Regions from separate parts of the Gossypium hirsutum genome. Here all the other regions are linked to region 1. Evidence: chromatin contacts called from public Hi-C data. All regions are on one chromosome and are shown on one strand. Each heading gives the region's core, a stretch centred on a gene start, on an enhancer-like site or on the middle of the called end of the contact. The rest is flanking DNA. Distances are from core to core; before and after follow the strand shown.

The links. A called contact is a pair of places that touch in the nucleus more often than the background predicts.
Region 2: a contact with region 1 is called in a Hi-C map of leaf, with 1.8 times the contacts expected there. The contact joins the promoter of LOC107910032 here to the promoter of LOC107907939 in region 1. A contact is called at or near these places in 2 of 34 Hi-C or Micro-C datasets (fibers and leaf).
Region 3: a contact with region 1 is called in a Hi-C map of leaf, with 1.9 times the contacts expected there. The contact joins the promoter of LOC107910022 here to the promoter of LOC107907939 in region 1. A contact is called at or near these places in 2 of 34 Hi-C or Micro-C datasets (callus and leaf).

The regions. Positions count from the first base shown.
Region 1 is chrD02:55,054,579-55,058,335 of Gossypium_hirsutum_v2.1, forward strand. LOC107907939 (beta-glucuronosyltransferase GlcAT14A) reads right to left here and starts at 2,406. Exons shown (of 4, transcript XM_016835236.2): 1 at 1,308-2,406. The coding sequence starts at 1,791.
Region 2 is chrD02:54,885,043-54,889,072 of Gossypium_hirsutum_v2.1, forward strand. LOC107910032 reads right to left here and starts at 2,741. Exons shown (of 2, transcript XM_016837765.2): 1 at 1,979-2,741; 2 at 788-1,228. The coding sequence starts at 2,590. The coding sequence ends at 1,169.
Region 3 is chrD02:55,234,122-55,238,131 of Gossypium_hirsutum_v2.1, forward strand. It overlaps LOC107910022 (sulfhydryl oxidase 2), which reads right to left and starts at 1,270. Exons shown (of 14, transcript XR_005910436.1): 1 at 787-1,270; 2 at 73-97.

The DNA.
Region 1 (3,757 bases), core at 1,156-3,655:
GCAATAAACACCCATTATTTCAGAAGTTTGAATATGTTCAGATATTAGTTTCAACATGTTAAGTATTTGAAACAATAGAACTTTAAGCCAAAAGGTACACAATAACCATATTCATAGACCTGATTTGTCTAGTTGCAAAAGTGTTACTTTGTCCGGACTCAGCATCCAAGCATAATAAAACAAGCAAAGAACATCAGAAACTCGATCATAGCACTTTCAGCTCCACGAATTTAACTTCTTTTTGGGCCCTTAAGTAGGTGATTAACCAAAACAGATGCAATCTATAGCTAAAGTTTCTATAGACGAAAAAACATCACCTATTTCCTGCTAGAAAAGCAAATTATATTATTTAACATTATCTCGGGTTAAAATGATACGAGGGAATCTGCCATGTCCAAATGTTAAAGTGTATTAGCTTAAGGATCTGTGTAAAACAACCAATAATTGCTAAACTGATGTATCAACCACTATATCTGACCATATCAAAAACAAGCCTAGCTAGAAATCTAAACATTCAGGCATAGGATAAGCAAACCTGTAGAAAATTGGTCCAAAAGTTTCCTTCATTAAAATTAGAAGCTTTAGCAAAATCAGCAGATCTGAAACCTCATGAATCATCAACATAAATCTGCTGAAGCCGCTGATTAAGAGAAAAATATGCCAGTCATCCCCCACTGCATACTTTCCACTATCCAGTCTCTCAATCTGATAGCCTAAGTGTCATTTACATATGGATATGTACCGGCAAATTCGTTCCTTAAAGAGAATCTTCTTTTCAAGAGCCAGGGTGTTTGCTTTCTGGTCTAATCTATTTTCAGGACTCGACTTAAAATCAATAGTAACTAGTCAGAAACATGATCAAATTCAAGAATTTTCCTTGAATCGTATACAATATTCCCAAATCATATCCAATTTTTAGACTGTAGGAAAGATTTAAGATTTAGAAATGGTGCACCAAATTTTGGCAGAATGAATCCAAGCAAAAGAGCAACTACAACTAGGAGTCAACTATCTATTGTGGTTAATTTATACTAATTTCCCAGAAAAAGCAACCTAAACCAATTCCGAACATTTGCCTAATCCTAGATCATAAAGAGCACCAAAATCAGAAAATCTCAAGTCCCATTTCGTATCAAACCGTATATTATGAACTGAGACAATGCAAATTCATCAAAATTTCAAGTAATTCCAATTAAATCAAGATCATGTATATCCAAAGTCAAACTGTTCTCTGAATTCACCTAATTACTCCATATAAAAGAAAAACAACATAAATAAATTTTAAAAAATGAACCCAAACTGCTTACCGTCTTGAGTAAGCAAGGGATAATCCAAAGCACTCAAAGCAATAAACCAATCCCAGCCAGGATCAACCTTCATCAAAATAGCGGCAGCGTGCAAAGTGGAAGCAATATACGAAGAACCCATATACGAAAACCGATCAGGGTTCCCTATAACATCTACATTTGAAAAGCTCCTAATAGCAGGCACAGATTTCAAAGCCACAACCAAACTATACCGTTCGCCATCAGTGGCATCAGCTCCAAGATGCAATACATAACGATTCCTGGGGTGATAGACAGCAAGGAGTAGCCTAAAGATCCGATCTTTATCACCTTTTCCACCAAATATATAATACCCAAAAGCTGGTGGATATGGAAGGCCGAGTTGGACCAGTGAAGGGAAAGGTCTAGGGGGGCTGAAAGGTGAGATCGAGTAAAGTACGAGGAGGAGAACGGAGAGAAATGTAAGGGAAAGAAGACTGAAAAACCATTTCCTTTCAGCTCCCATAACAATAGTGTTTTAAGGGTCTTCAAAAATTGTGGTAAAATTGGATTCAAAGATTGACTTTTGAGCATATGGTTTTGTTGAGGATCGAATGAGGAAATCCGGGTTGAATTTGGATTTTGAAGATGTTACAGGAGAAAGGTCGGATCTCTGGTTCCACAAGACTGAAAACCATTGATGATAAAATCTAGATCAGCACAGTAAAGCTCTTTTTTGTTTTTTGTTTTTTGCTCAATTCTCTCTTTCCCTCTCTCTCTCTCTCTCTCTATCTTGCTGTAATGCCAATCAAAATGATTATAGCATTTTCTTTTCACTCCTTTGCTCTTGCTTGTTTGTGTAAAATGTTCAAATCCTTGGTTTGTTTTGATGATGAAATGAATTTTTTTTTTCTTTGGAGGTGAAAGAATTAACTAGGGTTAGGGTTTTTTATTCTATTTTTTCTCTTTCAGGTTAGATTTGGCTTAGTTGGAGAGAAAGAACATTTGAAGTTTCAACCTGTGGATCTTCTGATCTGTACGATTTGATTTGTTTTTTCTGATAAGGTATAATAATCCATTTTACCCTCTAACTTTAAAATTATTTATTTATTTTAAGTGATAAATAAATGAATTAAAAATAAATTCAAAAATGAAAAGAAACGAAATAAATAAATAAATAAAATTGTAACTCTGTTTTTTCTTCTTTTGGGTGGGTCCAAAAAACACAAAACCATTTCACGATCCTGAGTTGCGCGTCAAGTAACGCGCTTCCGTGAAGGCAGTCCCTGGATTAACTTAATTTAAAAGGTACAGATCTAGAATCGCTAAACTCCTTTTAGAAAGGTGGTTTTCATAGTTCGCAACTTAGGGAAAATATGGATTGCGTCTTTGAATCAACTCTCCCTGCATGCGCTAAGCAAAGACGTGATATGATATGATGAAAATTGACCTACTCTTGGGTTTAGATAACGGTAGATGGCCGTCTTTCTTTCATCTTCCTACTGCTATATCCATATCAAACTTCATTCTGCTTCTCTTTAACCTTCTAGATGTCAAAGTTTTGAGGTTCTCTTCTAATTAATCTCTAAAATATTTGTATTCCATCAATTTAATTTTCAGTTTAGGATTAAAATGTCAACTTGATATATAAATATATTTAAAATATATGGATTAAATTTTAAATATATATATTGAACAAAAAAAACAAGTGTCATTGAAATTTAGGGGTTACTCTTTAATGGGTCGGGTCGGATTTACATTGGGCTTAAACATGATATTAACAATTATGTTTGCCCAAGTCCAACCCAACCCGAAATATAAGGCTAAAATTCTGTCAAGTCTATCATATTAATAAATGGCTAACCCAAACTTATTTTAGGTCTGCTCATATTAAAAAAAACTAAAATATATATTTATATTTATTAAAATTTTATATATAACTGGAAATTCTATCACACGTGTATGCATGCAGAAACTACAGATTTAGAACACAAATGTGTGTTTAAAAATAACATACAATAAATAATTAAACATAAAGTTTGAAACTAATAATAATAACAACACATATGTAATATGTACGCAATTAAAATAATAAAAAATTTAATTTACGAGTAAAAGAAAATTGAAATAGGTAAATAAATCATATTAAGAATATTAAATACACTCCAATTGTTTATTATGGTGTTGCCATTTTTTATAACACGTTAAAAAAAGATCAAGTTAGTGAGGAGAACAATCAATATTAAATTTCATTTTTAAAAAATTAAATATCAAGTTGAGTTGTGACGCCAACACAATCAGTGACATTATCTATACTGGAAATCTTATCACACGCGTATGTGCGTGAAAACTACATATTTTGAACGCAAATGTGTGTTTAAAAATAACGTACAATAAATAATAAAACGCAAAGTTTGAAAGTAATAATAATAACACATAGGCAACAGGTGCGAAATTAAAATAAAAATATCGCAAGTAAGAGCTCTTTCAAG
Region 2 (4,030 bases), core at 1,491-3,990, 170 kb before region 1:
TTACAATATTATAAAATAAATTACGAAATTTAAATTTTTCTTAGAATTTTATGATATTTTTAGAATTTCTTTAAAATTTTTGTAGAATTATTATTAAGAAAATTTCTAAAAATATCAAAATGATTTTTAGATTTAATTCAATGACCAAATTAGTTATTAATCCTTTGAGTTAACAAGCCACATAATCATTTTATTAAGGTGTAACGGAAGTTAACAGATGAATGATCAAAATACAAATATGTATCTTTGTCTATTTATATAATATATATATTAAAAGCTAAATTTTCTATATATTCTTTTTGAATTTTCTATATTTTAAAAAATGTTATCTATTTTTTAGATTTATTTTAGAATTAAGATTAAATTAATAGAATATGTAAACATTGAGAGTTTATTTTGTTATTAAATCAATTAAAATCATTTATAATTAACGAAAAATAATAATTATTGTGATTAATTGTCTTTAGTTGCTCACTTTCGCAATTGATGGGATTAAATTGCTTTGATAATTTTAGGGAACTAAATTGCTGAATATTGAAATTGAGAAGGACTAAGAGGTATTTTTACCTATTTCTTAAATTTATCAAAATATAAAAAGACATAGACATCCTTAAAATAATATTTATTGATGTGTAATTTTACAAACCCATTGACCATTGACACCCAATGAATCAAACTCTTAATATATATTATGTATAGATATCCCTGTAAGACACTTTATTTCTTATTCTCACAAATTTCCACATATATGTATATATATTAATTTTCAATAACATGAAACAACCAATTCCTCAAAAATCATTATATTTCTTGATTTACTTAGTACATGAAAGCTTGTTTCCTGTTTTTCCAGCCACGGACTAACATCATCTCTCATCTTTAGCCTTTAGGTTATTTCAATCTAAAAGCCAGTGTAATTCCAAGCGTATAACACGTAAGTAGATAGACAGAATGCGAAAGATTTTCATATAATCATCCGAGGAAAAGGTTACATCTCTCGGTACTCTAAGCTCTTCGATGAAAACCCTAAAGCTTCAAAGCTAAATTTGTTGTATGTACACTAAAAAGAGAGAAGAAAAACACAAGTGATGGTTTGAAATGTAAGCAGAGGTGTAGTGAAATGAAGTTGGAAGGCAAGGGAGGTCTCTGCACCTCATATTTCATGCCTTTAAGATGTCACTGCTATTTGGCTCCCTCCTTCATTCATTGCCATGAAACTCACCCGTTTCTGCAAATAAACAAACAAAAACTTATTTGGTTATTTATAAGCTTATCATTCCATTAATTGATTTTCTTAACAAGACGTGCATGCCTACAAAGATTGGAAGAAAGCAACTCAGCAAATCATTTGAATTAGTCAAATTTTATGACGAGAAGGTTAGACAGGAATGGTAATTAAAATATTCAAACAACATTATCTATGGAAAGATCCATATATCTATCTATCTTCTGTCAAAATATTGGTATGAAGTGTTCATTTGGTGACAAGTTTAAACATAATTAAATAATTAACACCACAATTTTACCTTACTAATCCAACGAATTTCGTCCTGTTCAACATCCTCAATATTCTATGGTCAAATCAGGTGAGTTGGAATTATTATAGCTAGTTTCAATTGTTTTTTCATAAAATCCAACAAATTAAGACAAAGTCTATATGTATATAAGCCATAAAATTCAATTCAAGAATATTCAGAACCCTATCGTTATTCTTCAACCAATTCTTATTCCGTACGTCATACCATGCAAACACTGTTAACTAAACATTACAAAAAATGCGAACCAATATCACCATATCTTGCTTAACTTTCGTAAATATGAAAAATAAAATTAAGAATTTATTTAGATACAATTCTTTTTTATATGACTCTTGTGTAAAATTTAAGTTGGAGTCGAATTCATTTAGAGAAAAAATCTGCATACTCAACACACATGCCTTGAAAATAAATAGAGTATGATAGTGTGGTGGGAAACTAACCTCACGAGCCTTGAAACCATCTCCGATGCTTCCATGGCTGGCTTTCCAATGCAGTTGCGGCTGCTTATCAGCTTCAGCACGTGAGCTGTTCCCGGTGTTTGCCACACAAAGTTGCATGATTTTCTCTGCTGCCTCTCTCTCATTTAGACTTTCTTTGATCAATCTCTCAACTTGGGACTTGGGAAGCCTCATTTTTACCCTCATTGCTCCACTCTCCGGCCCTCCTCCTTCCTCTTCATTCTCCTCCTCGGGGATCGCAATTATGGGTTTCATGAGTGTAAGATCCGATACGGATCTCCTCGATAGCATCAAGCTTTCCAGCCTGTCTTTAGCACTCATGTTTATTCCCGACCGGACCCTTCTCGGGACTCTCTCTTTGGGAGCCTCTGGCAACTCTACCAAGAAGTAAAGCCTCTTGGGCTCCAAGTTTTGATGCGACTGCAATGGCTTTGCTCGAATCCCGAAATGCTTAACGGCTTCTGATTCTAACAGTACATGCCCTGGATAATCTTTCACCACTTGCTCTGCTCTCACTGGGGTCTTCAACTTCATTGTTTCCCCGTTTATTTTCATCACTTTGGTCATCTTTTTCCCTCCCAAGCTATTCCCCATTTCTAAATCAAGATGCGTTGTTATTCTTTCTTTGCCCAACTTTAAACCATACACAAACTTTATGGTATATGAATTAAGATAAGGACATTTATATATTATGGGGTTTTGATGGTTAAGGGATGAGTGGTCAAAAAAGAGGGCAAACCTTTTGAAAACGAGCCAAAGGTTTGACAAAGGTGAAAATTTATAGAGAAAGTACGTAAGATATCGCTTTCAGTGAAATGATTTTAATTACATAGCTTAAACATCAAATATAGTTTGATAAAGTTAATTAAACCGGACGTTTTTAGATTGAATTCAACAAACCATACCCATGAAATGGATTTCCAAATTTACGCCCGTGACATGTGGGGGAATTCCTTTTAACAGATTAGAGTAGGTAAAAATCAATATTTTTTTGTCTTCATTTGCAGTGGATCAAGGTTTACGTTAATCACGGCGTGGGAATCTGTTGATTTCAAACTACACATGTGAACACCTGACTTTTTCCCCCACACCCTCTTTTTCATATTTTAATCTTTATCCAACAAACATCTTCTAAATTATTTAATCATCATTTAAAGATTACACTTTCCTTTTATAAATATTATTTTAATGAATGTTAGATCATAATTTCCTGTTTATTATACACGTGTTTGAAGAAAACTAGATTTGTATCCAACCATTCTTTATCCTTTTCGGGTATAAAAAAGACTGCTACGGTTGAATTTGAGAAAGAGAAAGGTTTTGTTTTTCAGCTTGTATTTTTGCATGTTTATGTTTCCTTCTCTTTTTGAGAAGTTTATGTTTGAATGAAACAATGTCTAAATTGACTATCAGCTCATCAACTTGGAACTCTTTTATTTACTTCCAAGCCCTTGCTTTACTAGTTTTGTTTTTTTTTTTTAACTTGTAATTAGACTCTTTTGTTATTATTTTTTTAAGGATCTGTATTGTGCATGTGCCCAATTTAGGTTTCAAACATAAATTAAAAAAAAAGATTAAAAACAATTAATTTCTATACACCAATTTGTGGTTAATTTAATGTCATTCTCATAATGGTAGTTCCATTTACGACACCCTAACTATCTATAAATGACAAAATGAAGGAGCAGCATCATCTGTCTTAATTGGGGTTTTACTCCTCTCTTTTTTCCCTTGTGCGTATGTAAGCTCATTGAATTTCGAACTATAGAAACAAAAATACTCGTGTTATATTATAATATTATTCAAAGTCGTTACTTGAATTCTACTGGCATATTAGTCTAAATTCTGAAATGGGTGCTAATGTAACATAGTCCCCATTGTTGGCTTGATTTTCATCATCAGAATTCTAAATTACAAGGCTTCTAGATATGCAAGTATATCACAAAAAGCTTAAAAATACAAAAGAACAAATCATAAAACAAACATTGGTTGATAAAATCCGACAAGTACAATCATGTTGCTCATGCATATCCA
Region 3 (4,010 bases), core at 20-2,519, 180 kb after region 1:
GCAAAGCAGCAAAAATATAATAAGAATGTGAAGATATGAAAAATTCTTAGCATAAAATATACCAAATAGTACCTTGTAATTTCTGCAAGCAGGGCACCTGAAAAGCAATAATCACAAAGAAGAATGAATGTCATATAACATTATTACTGGCTTGGAGCATGGAATTCAACTACTAGCAACATACACTCAATCATGTACATCCAAATTATTTCACGCAAAAGGTTGACTATGTACTAGGGAAAAAAGAAGAAAATATCAAACTTAAAAAGGGTAGGCAAGGAAAATTTGTCCGTGGCATCAAAGGCTTATTTTTGGATCTATCATGAATTCCATTCGTCTAGTTCCAGAAGCTAGTAGCAATGTCATCAATGCAGTGTTCAATTCCCACAACGTTTGCCAAAATTTGATGGCCATACCCTCCTATTCATGTACATCCAAGGTGTCTAATTTCTTACCGGAGCAAGTTTGCTGCAAAAATTAACAAGAAGGACCAATTTTGGGCTGATAAAGGTTAAATATTTCCATTCCTACACTTGAAGCTATTATCTTCGTTTATCAACTCAAATAGACATTCCATTTCTCATAACGATAACGAAATTAGATTAGAAGACATTTCCGGCAGGTTAAGATTTTCATAAAGAAGTTCACAAATACAACATACTTTTTCTACCCTGGTCAACAGTGTTAACAAAACTATAAACCTCAAGCATAATTTAATGTTTTCTGCTCAAATCAAAGCTCAAACCTTTAAAACAGTGACAGCGTATAAATGAAAAGAGCACTAACCAATGAGCGAAGAATTCGACTATAGCATAAGTAGCAGGAGTGTCCTTGAGAACAGCATCGAAATTCGTGGCGTTCAATTCAACGGCGTAGTCCTTGGGATCACTACCGCCGACGATGTTATGACCAATCTCACGAAGTACCACCCGCGATCCCGCTTGCAACGAGGTTGCCTTTAAGATCCAAAGGTTCAAAATCAGAATCCAATGTACAAGAGACATGGGGGAAGAAACCGATTGTACAAATATATTTGGTTTTCTCGCACAGCTTCGCCGGAATTGAAATGAAAAATTTCCCTTTGATTTTCTTCAAGTATTAATGGATATTAGAATTTAAGAAAAAACAAATTATAAAGGAGATCTCCAGTTAGGTATCATGGGGCAGGAGACGATGTGGTGGTGGTGGGTGGGTTTGGAAATTTCCGATGGAAGGTTAAGAATTACGTGCTTTCCTATTTCGTTTTCTTTCCAGAATTGCTACAAAGCCCAAGGTCAAATTTTTTTTAAGTAAATAAAGAAGGGTAAATTACAAGTTTAGTCTTTTATATTTTCTTAAAATTATGCTTTGACCACTAAATTTTTTAAAAACTACTATATAATTATTAATGTCCTAAAGGTAAAACTTGGCTGCCTCTTCTTGTTTTTCCTGTTCCTTCAATCGGGCACTCACCTTCCTTTCATGAGCCTGCTATTCAAAGCAGAATTAGTGTCAATTCTATTATGAGAGAGAGCCTTGGTTAGATACATAATGAGAAATTGACTTGAGGCTGTCTCATCTGTCGTATAAGTTATATTTTTTAAAAATTATAAAAATATCTAACTTCCAGATTAATTAGGAGAATCCCTTGAAAATTATAGTGCAATCCGATGTCATCAATTCTCAAGGCGGCATCACCTTAGAATTTCACCAAATCACCACTCAATTATTCCGTTAACGATTAGTTTTAAAAAGTATCTTTTTTTTTTTTGCTGTTTTGTATGTATTTTTCTAAATATCCGTATTTTTATCTATATTCCTAGAGTAGAATGAAAAAATTTTAATTTTGGTGATAACTTTAGATGTGGCGATACCGTTATATTTTCTTTTATGTCACCTACTTCTGTAGAGGCACCAAATTCAATAAAAAAATTGGTGTCAACACCAAATGTGGTGGCACCAATACTTTTTTTTAAAATTTTTCGATGTCACTTTTTCATGTGGAGTCACCAAAATCAGTAAAAAAAAACTCCCTAATGACAACTCTAGATGTGGCGGCACCAGTAATTCTTTTTTTTACTTTTTCGGTGTTGCCTCTTCATGTGGAGTCACCCAAATCAGTAAAAAGAAATTTTCACCCAATACCAACTTTAGTTGTGGTGGCACCGATAATTTATTTTACTTTTTTGATAATGCCTCTTCATGTGGAGGCACTAAAATCTGTAAAAAAAAATTTTCCTAGTGTCAACTCCAAATGTGGCAACACTGGTACTTGTTATTTTTTGAATTATTCGGTGCCGCCTCTATATGTAGAGGCACCAAAATCTGTAAAAAGAAAATTTCCTCTGGTGCCAACTCAAAATGTGATAGCACTAGTAGTTTTTTTGAAATTTTCAATGCCCCTTCTTTATGTGGGGACACCAAAATCAGTAAAAAAAATTTCCCTTGGTGTCAACTCCAAATGTGGTGGCAACTGATAATTTTTTTAAAATTTTTAAGTGTAGCCTATAATGTGGCGGCACCAAAATCAATATGTTTATATAATCTCCCATCCCGGACACAACTCATTTATTTGTGTTTGTTTTGTCACATTGTTACTAGCTGCTAAAGTGAGGAGAAAAAAAAAGACAATATTTGTTTTTAGTTGGAGCGTGCGTCATAAAAATTGTATCGAAGATGAATAACCAAATTCTTGTTTACATTCAATTTGACAGAGTCATTTTAGAAAGGGCGGTTGGTTGTGTATTTGAATCTTGCTAGAATGTTGGAATAAGGTTCGATAAAAATATAGGGGTACAAGAAATGAAAGAAAGGATTGGTGCCACAATAGCTCAACGTTGTGGGAGGATAATGTTCAGACTATTCTACAGGTTTTCAATTTCTTTCAATCATTTGAAATTTCAATAGATAGAACTTGTAGACGGAGAAGACTTGGGCACAATGGTGAGAATTTATTGCTCGAATGGGGACAACAACACTGAACCAACTCAATTGTTTGTCGAGTTAGTCAATCCCGAGCCTGTTGAAAATGTCGCCCTATTAAGTCAACAACACGCGTTAGTGTTAAATCGGGTATTTTAATAAGGGTTGGAGCGAAAAATGACATTATGTTTTACGAGTTGTTTATCTATAAGAATGACGGTGCACTCCCCACACGACAAATAAAATTTGTGCCACTTCGGACGCCACCAGATCAACGTGAAAGCAAACATACTTTAAAAACTAAACAATTTCTTAACAAAACATCACCATAATAATAAATATCCTCCTTCCTTCAACATAACATATTTCTTCCCTCTTTCTTTTTTCTTTCAACATTATAACAATAAATAATAATAAAAATAAAACCTTCACCAATTAAGTTGGTGCTGGGGATATATATAGCTAGTAGTGCCGCCACATTTAGAGTTGATACCAAGAGAAATTTTTTTTTACTGATTTTGGTGCCTCCACATGAAGAGGCGACACCGAAAAATTCAAAAAAAAATTATAGGTGTCGTCACATTTGGAGTTGGCACTAGGAAATTTTTTTTTATAGATTTTGGTGCCTCCACATGATGAGGCGACACCGAAAAAGTAAAAAAATTTACTGGTGCCGCCACATCTAAAGTTGGCACTAGGGGAATTTCTTTTTTACTGATTTTGGTGCCTCCACATGAAGAGGCGGCACCGAAAAATTAAAAAAATTTAACAAAAATTATTGGTGTCAGCACATCTTGAGTTGGCACCAGGGGAATTTTTTTAAATTATTGATTTTGGTGACTCCACTTGAAGAGGCAACAAAAAAAAAATTACACCGGTGCCACCACATCTAAAGCTATCACCAAAATTAAAATTTTTTCTTTCTACTTTGGGAATATCTGTATATTTTAAAAAAACACATACCGATGCTGCCTTAGAGAGTGAAAGCACAAAATTTTTTTTTTTTTTACAGTTAATCATTAACTGAATAATTGAGTGATGATTTGGTGGAATTTTAGAGTGATACCACCTTGAGTAATGACCACATTGAATTAAACTTTAAATTTCAA